Regions from separate parts of the Mus musculus genome. Here regions 2, 3 and 4 are each linked to region 1. Evidence: chromatin contacts called from public Hi-C and HiChIP or PLAC-seq data. All regions are on one chromosome and are shown on one strand. The core of a region is the stretch at or near the end of the contact, and the rest is flanking DNA. Distances in the headings are between cores, read along the strand shown. Region 1 holds the start of Rrm2 (ribonucleotide reductase M2). Region 2 overlaps Mboat2 (membrane bound O-acyltransferase domain containing 2). Region 3 overlaps Taf1b (TATA-box binding protein associated factor, RNA polymerase I, B). Region 4 overlaps Mboat2 (membrane bound O-acyltransferase domain containing 2).

Region 1 (2,705 bases), core at 99-2,598:
TAACAGAACCTGGGTCTTCCGCCCAAGCAGGAAGTGTGTTAACCAGAGCGGAGACTGGAGTCAGTCATCTATCCCTCCAGCCCCGCTTCAGGGCAAAAGATAGAGAGCCAGGAACCAGTTCTGGATCTAAGTGAATTATGGGTATTTCATGCCAACTCACCAAGTTCTCATTGACTATGCCATCACTCGCTGCAAAGAAAGCCAGAACGTGAGATATAAAATGTCTCTCATCGGGTTTCAGAGCTTCCCAGTGCTGAATATCCTTGGAAAGGTCCACCTGAAGTTTAGAAGTTCACGATTAGCAGGTCTGTAGGTCTCTCTCTCTTTCTCTCTCTCATACACACACACTTTAAAACTGAAGTCCCCCAAACCATCTCATTACCGAATTCTTCACATCCATTATTCCCTTTGTTTCAGGGAACACCCAATATCTCAGTGAGCTACCATTCCCAAGGGCAAAAAGTTGTGACGGCCATGCGGGAGCCTTCTGACACACAGCAAGTCCTGAACGATTACCTCCTCGGCAGTCCAAAAGGAGGCCTCGGCTTTCTTGTACATCTGCCAGATATCATGGTACTCGATGGGAAAGACAACGAAGCGGCGGGGGTTTTCTCTCAGTAACGGCTCATCCTCAACGCTGGGGTTAGTAGGCGCTTTACTTTCCTGTTGGATGAGAGAGAGTGCCAAGTGAACCAACCCCCAAATGCCAACCGAACCGCAGGAAACTGCTAGCCAGTGTCTCATCAGATCGAGTACTTTCAACGATTGGTAATCTCGTGTGCTTAGCTGTCACGCTGCACTCTACTATTACCATAGGCCGACCCGAGTAGGACATTCTGAGGAGACACTTTGGCGGGAAAGAAGAGTCAAATAATTCAGCTGGGACAATGCAGATTTAGCGCCAACGAGCGGGCGCCCTCTACTGGGAGCCTAAGCGACCCACCTCAGCCCCACACGGGCCACTCACCAGCTCGGCGGAGTCCTGGAAGATTCTCCTCGCAGCTTTGCTGGCCAGGACGCGGGTGCTGCTGAGAGTCGGGGGCTGTAGGGGGACACGCGTGGTGAATGGCGGTAGGCACCCTCCACCCTCCCGGGTCCGGGAACCCACGACCTGCCAGTGCACATCCAACCCAGCCGGCACCTGGGCCGCCCTCACCGTGTTCTCCTTGTCAGCCAGGGTGAGTCGCTTCAGCGGCGACAACTGCAGCTGCTGCTGGTCAGCGATGGTGGCGAGCGGGGTGCGGACGGAGAGCATGGCGAACGAGGGCAGCGGCGGAGACGGCGAGGAGCAGGCGAAAACAGCTGGAATCCGGTGCACCGCCGACTGCCAGCGCCCGCGCCCTTTAAAGAGCCACCCAACCGCGCGCTCCGAGGGGGCGTGGCCTCGCCTCCCATTGGACGCCGCTGACCCCGCTCGCCGCCCAGCGCGGGAGATTTGAGTTGCGCCGCAGGCCTTCCGCACAAAGACCTTTAAGGAGCCTGCGCCGGCCGGGTGCGCGGGCGCTCGCGGGGCCGGAACCGGTTAGGATTGCGAGAGCCTTGGGGATTGAGCGCGCAGGGGGTCGCCGGGCGGGCGTTGCCGCTGAGGTTGGTGCCAAGGGTGGAGTGACGCTGCTGGCCTCTGGGACACGTCGCCTTGACTGTCTTCATGTCCCAAGTAGAGGGGTGCGGGGGACCCTGGTTTCTTAAAGAGATTCGGGGTCCCGAGCAATCGCACCGGCCTTGTGGGATTAAGGGGGTCCTCAAACTAGGGTTCCCTAAAAAGCTGTCTTCAAACTCATGAAGGGGTACGGATGCAGCCTTGGGTTCCTTTTCTACCCTGCCCCTCCTGTCAGACCCCTGTCCCCTCTGTCCCAATTAGTTTAAAAGCTGCCAGACGATTACAAATTCCAGGAAGCTCACAGGATGGTGACGAGTCATACATTCATTTTACGACTCTGGGCGTCCAGTAGTCTAAAGACGAATCTGCAAATTCCTGTGGTGAGGGTGGAGACAAGAACTCAAGTTTCCATCTTTCTGATTTGCCCTACGGGGTCCAAGATACCAGAGATAAAGCGCTGAGATGGGACACTGAGATCCCGGGGAAAAACGTGGAACCTGGGAAGGCTCCACTGACTCTCCCAGGTCAAATATTTTAAAAGAGGACGAGGGGAGGCTCCCCTCTGCTTGTGTCCTAAGTTCTCTCACTGTAGATGCTGTAAAAAATCTCTGAACACCATGTGGCAGCTCAAAGTTAAAGCAGGCGGCATCCACCGCTGCACAATTTATTGATGCTGGGGACAAAACCCAGGACTTCTTCCATGCTAAGCTAACTGGGCCATATCGATAAATATTTTAAATCACCTCTAGCAAAATTGTCAGTTCTTTTTTTTAACATATAATTTCTAATTCACATTCCATTCCTCCGTTATCCGAGGGGTTTGCCTTTGGCTCCTCTAGCTCCTGGTGTACTCAGTACAAATGAGGTCTGGCTACTAAAATAACACTCGACCACTGAGGGAAGGAGAAGGTCGCCGCCATTCTCTTCTCCCTGCTCACAACCTCCTCCAAACGCCTCTTCCTCCCGCCAAGCAGGCTGAGCTTAGTGGGCAGCCCCGCCTAGGTTCCCCTGTACCGGGACCTGTCAGGAGCTGAGCGCTTTTGCTTCTGGCGCGGTTTTTAACCTCTGCTCTGTGATTGGTTGGTTCAACTTCAAGATTCCCAGC
Region 2 (2,705 bases), core at 118-2,617, 220 kb before region 1:
CTAATCCCTTCCCCTGTCGAAGAATTTGGCATAGCCTGCTGGGCAGGGCAAAGAGCCTCCCATCTGTTCTAGAGCAGGCAGGGAAGCAGTCTCCGGACTCCAAAGGAGGGGTCAGGGCCTGGATGAGACCTGCTCTATCTTCTCTGTGACAACATCACTGTCTCCGTGAAAGACAACTGGGGACGCAGGAAAGAGACTTCCACGACTCTGGTCATTGGAACAGCTTCGGTTAACACAAAGATACTCCTTTCAATGAAGGAAAATTTTAAACTTATTTTTATCTTGCACATATGAGTGTCTGTATGTGTGTATGTGTACCATGTGCATGCAGTGCCTGTAAAGACTAGAAGGGGGTGTCACGAAGTTACAGATGGTTGTGTGCCACCATGTAGATGTTAGGAATTGAACCTGGGTCCTCTGCAAAGCAGCAAGCACTCTTAGACTCTGAGACATCTCCATCCCCTGAACTAAAACATTAAAAAACAAAAGAACAAAGCAACACACACAACCCTCTATATTTTCTGATATAAAAAATGATGAGAACATTTACAATAATAATAACAATAACAATAATAATAGTAATAATAATTATTATTATTATATTATACATTTCTCTACAAAGAATGAGAGCAGAATAGAATAATTTGGTCCCAAATTCTCAACTGTAGTCGACACTACAAGAAAAGGGAGGTTTAAGATAAAGGAATACTTTTAGCACTGTCTTGCTATCTCTCAGAGATGTCTGAACTCCAATGATGCTTGTGTATTAATGCCCAAGTAACTACAAGCACCCACTTGCTACCAGGCCATGTTACCTAACAACAAAGGCAAGCTGTTATGTCCCTGCACTCAAATCCCCTTTATGCAAACAAGTGTTCTTTATCTATAAGATAAAGATGGAGATGAAACAAGCCCCACCTGCCCAACACCAAATGCACTGGGGTGAGAGCTCAGGCCAGTCTGAGTCACCATTGATTTACTTACTCTCCCGCTCAGAAACAGAACACTTAATTAACAGCCACAAAGCACCAAGCTTTGACTTCACCAGAGACACAATGAACCACACATTCTTGCTGCCACAGGACTAGAGAATGATGACCAGGTAGATATACAATCTGCAAGTGCTGCACAAGACAACAGAGAGAGGGATGGGAAACACAGATGAGAGGTAACAGCACCCCAAAGTGACATGTGAATGGAGATTCGGCTGCTCGACGGCCTGGGGTAAGGGCATTCCAGGAGGAAAGGAAGCCAAGGTCACAGCCTGGAGAAGAAAGTGTGACTGGCCTTGGAAGAGCAGCAAGGAGACTAGTGTGAGGAGGGGACAGGGCAGAGGCAGGCTTCTCAGGGCTGTGCCTTCCACCAAGAGATAAGGATGACTGGGTTTCAGTGGGAACTCTTCTCACTCAGTGAAAAGACTGAGCAAAGACCATAAGGTGCAGAAGTGGAGATAAGGGAGCAGGGGAGGTAGACAGAGGAGGTGGGCAGGGAGGTTGACAGGGGAGGTGGACAGGGGAGTGCAGGACCAAAACAAGCCACCTGCAGCGAGTCCCAGGTGTGTTCTAAAGCCAGCGGGGGTTTTGATGACAATTTGGTGTAGCTGAGGCAGGGTTTCAGACCAGATGCTACCAAGGTTCCTGACAAGGGTAAGGGACACCAGAGCAACAGGTGAGAGATCCAGGAGTCTACACTGAGTGTGTTTTATGCAAGATGCTGATTAGACAATGGATTGGAACATGGGGAACAAGCCAGCTGGCTATATGGAGCAAAATTCACAAAATGGGCCAGCAACTTGGCTCAGTGGTTAATCTGCCACCAAGTCTAATGCCCTGAGTTTGGTTCCCAGGTCCCACATGGAGGAGGAGAGAACTGACTCCTGCCATCTGTAATCTGTACTTCTCTAACGTTCATGCACATGTATGCACACACGAACATGTGCACACACACACACAAATTAACAGAACATAATTAAAAATTTCAAACCCATAAATCCTGACTGCCCTCTACCGTGGCAGTGGAAGGGGGAACTCTTTAATATTTCTCAAGGCAGGTACTGACTCTAATGTGGAAAGGATAGTGACAACCATGTGGATTAAATAAAGTAACATCGCCAGTCCCTTACACAGCACCTGAGACACAGCACAGCCCTCCAAAAGCTGAACCTCTCTCACAGTCATGCAGTCACACCGTCACCTACCAAATATGAAGACTGCTTCAGGCACAAGGTGTTGAAGGGGCACAATAACCAAATGGGAAGTGTTGTTTCTGAAGATGCTTCCTGCCAGGACCAAGAGATACACAGGTGTGCACAGACATACACACACTCACACACACACACATACACACACATACACACATGTGCTCGTACACACACACAACACACACACATATACACACAACACACATATACACACACATACACACATGTGCTCATACACACACATATACACACACATACACACATGTGCTCATACAGACACACAACACACATACACACACATACATATACACACATACACACACACAACACACATACACACACATGCTCATACACACACAAAACACACATATACACAACACACACACACAACACACATACACACACATGCTCATACACACATAAAACACACATATACACAACACACACATATACACAACACACACACATGCTCATACACACACACACCACACACACACATACACAC
Region 3 (2,705 bases), core at 71-2,570, 170 kb after region 1:
ACTATGGCTGTCTATTAGTCTATTAGTGTCTATTTATAAATATACGAAAGAATCATGGCCCAAAAGGTAGGCCATTCATCAGCTGAACTGTATCTAGTGGAGACCAGTGTGGCTAGGTCCTATGATTTGGTTCCACTGACAGCTTGACTGTCGGGTGGACAGAGTGCTCCAAAGGAGATTAGGTATTCAGCCTAACTATCAGAAAACCTGAAAGATTTTTGCTAGAAGCAAATGGTGCTTCAGAATCAGCACCACTGCCCAGAACTTTAAGTGAAAAACGAACCAAGAAAGATGTAGACAAGTTATCTTCAAGTTAATTAAGTAAATAGACACAGCTTGAAGGCTGCCAGCTTGGAGCTGGAGTCACAACTTGGAAAAGAAGATGAAGGGAGGTAACGAAGCTTAATATGCACACTGTCTGCTGCCCTCAAGTCAGACACTGAAACTCTCTTGGCCTGCCTGCAAGAAAGCAACCCACTCACCACTCTCAGGATCCCACTTCATTCCTACATCTAGGTGGATTTCTTCAAACCTACTGTTCCTTGGCAGAGGCTCCTCCCTCAGAGCTAATAGAACATCTAATGGAAGGAAGCAGTTCCCATCAGATAAAGATTTAAAAAGGATTTCTAAAGCCTTTTGGGGGGGGGGAGTGTTCTTGGTTTTCTTAAGGCGTGCTAAACCTTCTGAAATAACAAAAATAGAACAAAACACAGAAGAAAAACAGTCCCCAGGAGCCCACACAAACTCCAGTGACATTATCTTCATGGCCATCTCTGAGCACAATCGCACCTTTTGTCACTGCTGGTGGAGGTACAGCTGCTGGAGAAGCCAAGACTTTGTGGGGAGAGCTAAGACATGGGAAGGGGGAGAAAATGCTTCCTTTGTTAGTGAAAAGCCATTTCCATTGAAAAGTTTCAACACACTCTAGTGGAGTGAATGCACTTTTGTGAGCAAAGGCAGAGCACACGGGGAAGGAAAGCAGCCCGTCCATTAAGTCCAAAGCAGCCAGATCTCCCTTCTCCTGGAGAAATAAAGGCCACTCCTCCACCCTATACAGATGTGACACAGGACTTCTAGAATAGCACAGATCCACTTAATTACAACTGAAGAAATCACTCAATTAATATGTTTTGTAAAAGACCACAAGGCTATAATAAATTGTTCCAGCATGCATTTTAAAACAGTGCTTGGGAAAGCATTTTAATTGAATTTCACAAATATTCCAGTGAGTTTATTTCCCTTCATGAAGCAATGCTTTAGGACAGGCGAGGACAAGCTGGAGTTTCTGTTACACAACATCAGGCTCCTGTGATAAAGCAGATTACAATACCCCGTCAGAGCTGACTTCCTGCTCGGCTATTAAAGAGGTGCAGGCCACACCCTGCCTACTGTTGTTATGAAGCTAAAATTCAGCTAAGAAGACGCTGGCGGGCTCTGGATGCACCTGTGAATATAAATTTATTACAAGACTTTTGTCCCAAGAAAACTGACAAGGAGTAACATTATCACAATAAAAGGCAAAGCACTGTAATGTATTCTTTATAGAGAAAGGATAAAATGAATTGCACATATATTATGATTCATAAAAGAGCTCACCAGCCAATTTTATACTGCTAGAATTATCTTAATGGTTACACATTTACTGTGTAGTAACAAAAGGTACTTCCTATGTTCATCGGGTCATGGTGGCGAATGCGATACATATACGGAGTACAGCCTGGGTCCACCCCAGGGAGGGGTGGAGGGGTGGGCGAGAGCTTTTCAGAAACATTTGTACAGGCAGATCTAAGCCCTGTGAGCAAATTCAAATTAGGAGCTAAGGACCAAGGAGGACTTGCCATGGCAGAAGCTGGTGACTTGGGGACAGCCTCTGGACCGCGCTGACTGTTGTTGGACCTGTATTCCAATGTCACAGCCTCATACTATAAGAAACTGAGAACTGGTGTCCAGCAGAGCAGGTGGTACCCTCTTGGGACTGACTCTGGAAGAGCTGAGTGACTACTGTTTGCAGCAGATTCATGCCTGCTGATATCAAGTGCAAAGCAAGTTTCTACTCTCTTCCCTAGGTAGTGCAGGGAGGAGAACCTTGGGCTGAGCATGCTGGGTACTAGGGTGTAGTAGGTCAGGATCAAACTAAATCACAGGTAATCCACATGAAATCACCAGTTTCATTTGGCAGGGAGGTATGGCTCTCCCAAAAGCAATATAAATGTCCCCCCAGAGACGCCCTTTTTGAGCACTGCTGGTGAGGAGAACACACTACCTGATAAGATGATTTATCTCACAATGATACTGACACGCCCAGGATTCTTACTGTTAAATACACCAGCTTATAAATGGAGGCTATATCCCAAAGGTATTTCCTAACCAAACTTAATGGAATTCTTTTTTTTAACTAAATAATACTATTTAATGGTTTAACTTCTGGTATATCACACAATGATTACATCAGAAGCAGTCTAGAAATTTCTGGTTTGTGTGGAAAAACAAAAACTTGAGCAAATCAATTTGAACTCTCCCAAAAGTAGTGTTTAAATATACTTTGTTTCATATCCATCTCTCATCATTTAATCAACCACACAACTGAGCCTGTCTATGCACACAGTTCTTGAGACTGAGTCAGCAAAACACAGTCCCAACTCACATGGGATTTATGCCCCACAGCTGGAGATGTAAGACATAGAAACAGCCTTGTACCATAAACT
Region 4 (2,705 bases), core at 105-2,604, 150 kb before region 1:
TACAGCAACATGTGGCAGAGGGATGGCAACCAATCGACACAGTTTCCAGGGTGGTCACCACAGACCCTCCCAAGTAAGGTTCCCCGAGAAGGCTAAAGGCATAGAGCTGCCGCCCTCCGCACCCGGCAGACTTCTAACAGTGCCGTCTGCTGCAGCACGGAGGTGAAAGGCACAGATGGAAGCCCATCTGCATCCCAGACTACAGACTCACACCCAGAGGCACCAATGCCAAGGTGAGCTTTAAACCATCCTGCACAGCTGATGAGAAGCGCCATAATTAAGTAGTCAAAACCAGTAATTATCAACCACAGAAAACAAGCTCTGTTTTAAGATGCAATTCGAGAAAACCTGTACCAATAAAAGTTAAAGTGGTCAAGTTTGCAAACATTTTGCTTTGGTAGAGATCACCCTCCACATACAACCTCATGTTCCTAGGAAAAAGCAGTCCTTCTAAGACAGTGGCTCTCAACCTTCCTAAGGCTATGGGCTTCTAATACAGTTCCTCATGTCCTGGCAACCCCCAGCCATAAAATTATTCCCATCGCTAATTTCATAACTGTAATTTTGCTACTGTTATGAACCATATGCAGGATATCTGATATGTGAGAATTGCTGTTCTAAAAGATGCTACTGCTGGGATCCACACAGTAGGAGTGTCACATGTAAGTACCATCCATTATATCACAGTTGGTCCACAAGTACCTAATGTACCCCACTCGGGACATCTATGGGGCCATAAGCACAGACCCTTGCTCCAGCTCTCTGACAGAGCTACCTCTGGCCGGATATTGTCTCTCCACCATGGGCTTCACTATATGTGAGCAGGGACTCCTATCTGTGCTTGTGGAATCTGAGATCTGCAAAGAAAATAAAAACAAGCCCTAAATGTGAACTAGAACTTGATGCTGATGGGGCCTTGGTGGGAAAACTGGTACTATTTCAATGGGTTCTGAAGATGTGAGGGAAGAACACGCTGATTCCCTCAGTCACCTTGGTGAGGCAGAGGAGGCCCCCCTCCCTGAGGCTAAGCATTGCTAAGTGCTACTGAGAGTGTTGGGCCTTTGCTGTCCACACCCTGCAAGGTTTTTCCCTCTTCAATGACCAGAGACAAGGATGAGTTCTTTGACATTTGAGAGATAGCTGGCACTCTTCTCTTGTGCTCAGATGACTTGAGAACTGTCAATTAAACAAGCTACTTGGTGAACGACTAGCCAGACTGTCATGGCAACCCAGCTGCTTTGAACACTTCATATGACCTGAGGACATTCTACTCCAGCTGCAACTACCGCGGCATGTGATTCCTGCTTCCGGAGGCGTGGCTCCAGTCACAGCTGCGCTGGCAGCTTGCACCAGCCCTGACAGAATTTGGCTTCAGCCATAATAAACCTTGGGAACCTATCACTCTTACCTGCTCGAGTCATCCAGGTCAGGACAACTTGTGATTGGTGCATATCTGGAGTCTGATCTTAAAGGCTGTGACTGGAAAAACTAGAAGCCACGCCCCTATCTAGCAAGTAACAGTCTCTGGGAGGCTTCCCTCCTGTATACTTTTCATCCACCCATCCATCTCCCCTTCCTACCCTCCACCACCACCCACCCCACCAGCCCTGAGCTGCGGCATTAGACACGCAAGTCTATGGTGGGTGGTGACATCCGCCTTTAATCCCATCACTAAGAAGGCAGAAGCAGGCAGATATCTGTGCATTCAAGGCCAGCCTGATCTAAGTAGCTAGTTTTAGGACAGCCAAAAACACATCATGTCCCAATCAATGGATAGATAAAACAAGTCCCTTAAGTGGCCTCTTACTTGCCTAGCTTTGGTCTTCAGCACAAAAAGCAGACAAAACTGTGGGGTTCCCAGACCCAGGTGACAGCTGGTATTTACGGCAGTTGAATCCACAGAAGGGGGCTTAAAGGGGGGCTAAGAACCAAGGAAATAAGCCATGTAAAGGTCCATTCCACTTTTGTGAGAGGAGAGGGTCTGGAAATCTGCTGTACGACCATGAATATGTATCTCAAGTCTGACCTGTCTGTGCGCACATTTGTGACTGAGACTACAAAGAAAGCAAGATGACAGTCCCACTATTTCAAAAGCCACTTGCCCTAGAATCAAAGGGATGGAAGCCTAAGGCTCACCTTCAGCCTGAGTGTGGGAGTGGCTTCCATTACCATCTCAAAACACACCACACACCTCAGTTGTAGTTTTCTCTTGAAAAATAGTGAACTAAAAACCAACTCCCCAGAAAGGGAGAGTGCACCAGTACATAGAGTAAGGTGAGTCAGCAGGAAGGACACGAAGTCCTCTAATGCTAACTTAAAATTCTATTTTCTAAACAGTAGAATGTCAGCGTCTATGGCAAGCCAAAGTTATCAGTGGTTAGAGTTTTGCGTAGCAGCCAAGTGTTTTCTTAATTTCTATTGTGGAGTCAATTAATCTTATAGTCTCCCATCTTCATTACCAAGATGTGAGCTATCAAGACAGACAGCTGCTGGGTATGGTGGCGCACGCCTTTAAGCCCAGCACTTGGGAGGCAGAGGCAGGCAGATCTCTGAGTTCAAGGCCAGTCAGGTCTACAGAGGTAGTTCCAGGACAGCTAACAGTCCCAGGGTCAGAGAAAGGGAGAGCAAATGGAGCCTAAGGAGTCAGAAAGAGGAGCGAGGGCCATTTCCAACCTGCAAAGCTACGTCACAATGTAGCTTGTTCA

The links. Hi-C and Micro-C count contacts between places; a contact is called where the count stands out from the background. HiChIP or PLAC-seq counts read pairs in DNA pulled down with a chosen protein or histone mark.
Region 2: an H3K4me3 HiChIP or PLAC-seq map of fetal liver shows a contact between it and region 1, with 3 times the contacts expected there. The contact joins the enhancer-like site here to the promoter of Rrm2 in region 1. A contact is called at or near these places in 7 of 39 promoter capture datasets (HPC-7-derived erythroid cells, frontonasal cranial neural crest, liver and 4 more), 4 of 15 datasets of contacts at CTCF or cohesin (the G1E-ER4 cell line, embryonic stem cells, liver and 1 more), 135 of 484 Hi-C or Micro-C datasets (the AML12 cell line, the AtT-20 cell line, B cells and 75 more), 37 of 115 datasets of contacts at active chromatin or transcription factors (the 230-238 cell line, DN3 thymocytes, the SCID.adh cell line and 22 more) and 5 of 9 other capture datasets (adipose tissue, embryonic stem cells, liver and 2 more).
Region 3: a Hi-C map of epidermal suprabasal cells shows a contact between it and region 1, with 3 times the contacts expected there. The contact joins the enhancer-like site here to the promoter of Rrm2 in region 1. A contact is called at or near these places in 4 of 39 promoter capture datasets (the 3T3-L1 cell line, hippocampal neurons and liver), 2 of 484 Hi-C or Micro-C datasets (cerebral cortex and epidermal suprabasal cells) and 2 of 115 datasets of contacts at active chromatin or transcription factors (embryonic stem cells and memory CD8 T cells).
Region 4: an H3K27ac HiChIP or PLAC-seq map of trophoblast stem cells shows a contact between it and region 1, with 2.8 times the contacts expected there. The contact joins the enhancer-like site here to the promoter of Rrm2 in region 1. A contact is called at or near these places in 5 of 39 promoter capture datasets (cranial neural crest, embryonic stem cells, hippocampal neurons and 2 more), 3 of 484 Hi-C or Micro-C datasets (macrophages, olfactory sensory neurons and ventricular fibroblasts), 4 of 115 datasets of contacts at active chromatin or transcription factors (embryonic stem cells, neural tube, stem cell-derived neural progenitor cells and 1 more) and 2 of 9 other capture datasets (adipose tissue and embryonic stem cells).

The regions. Positions count from the first base shown.
Region 1 is chr12:24,706,897-24,709,601 of GRCm38.p6, reverse strand. Rrm2 (ribonucleotide reductase M2) reads right to left here and starts at 1,348. Exons shown (of 10, transcript NM_009104.2): 1 at 1,157-1,348; 2 at 968-1,042; 3 at 517-663; 4 at 161-277. The coding sequence starts at 1,255.
Region 2 is chr12:24,929,598-24,932,302 of GRCm38.p6, reverse strand. The region is part of intron 4 of Mboat2 (membrane bound O-acyltransferase domain containing 2); the gene reads right to left. Among named protein-coding and RNA genes, the nearest start is that of Kidins220, 44 kb to the left of the region's middle. Within about 2 kb of position 1,367, at least 25 of the 459 cell types and tissues checked have an H3K27ac peak or open chromatin away from gene starts, as enhancers often do. A contact at or near this core is called in cerebellum, erythroblasts, fetal liver and 4 more, where this site is marked.
Region 3 is chr12:24,535,201-24,537,905 of GRCm38.p6, reverse strand. The region is part of intron 8 of Taf1b (TATA-box binding protein associated factor, RNA polymerase I, B); the gene reads right to left. Among named protein-coding and RNA genes, the nearest start is that of Grhl1, 36 kb to the left of the region's middle. Within about 2 kb of position 1,320, at least 42 of the 459 cell types and tissues checked have an H3K27ac peak or open chromatin away from gene starts, as enhancers often do. A contact at or near this core is called in epidermal suprabasal cells, where this site is marked.
Region 4 is chr12:24,858,115-24,860,819 of GRCm38.p6, reverse strand. The region is part of intron 1 of Mboat2 (membrane bound O-acyltransferase domain containing 2); the gene reads right to left. Among named protein-coding and RNA genes, the nearest start is that of Mboat2, 28 kb to the right of the region's middle. Within about 2 kb of position 1,354, at least 8 of the 459 cell types and tissues checked have an H3K27ac peak or open chromatin away from gene starts, as enhancers often do. A contact at or near this core is called in trophoblast stem cells, where this site is marked.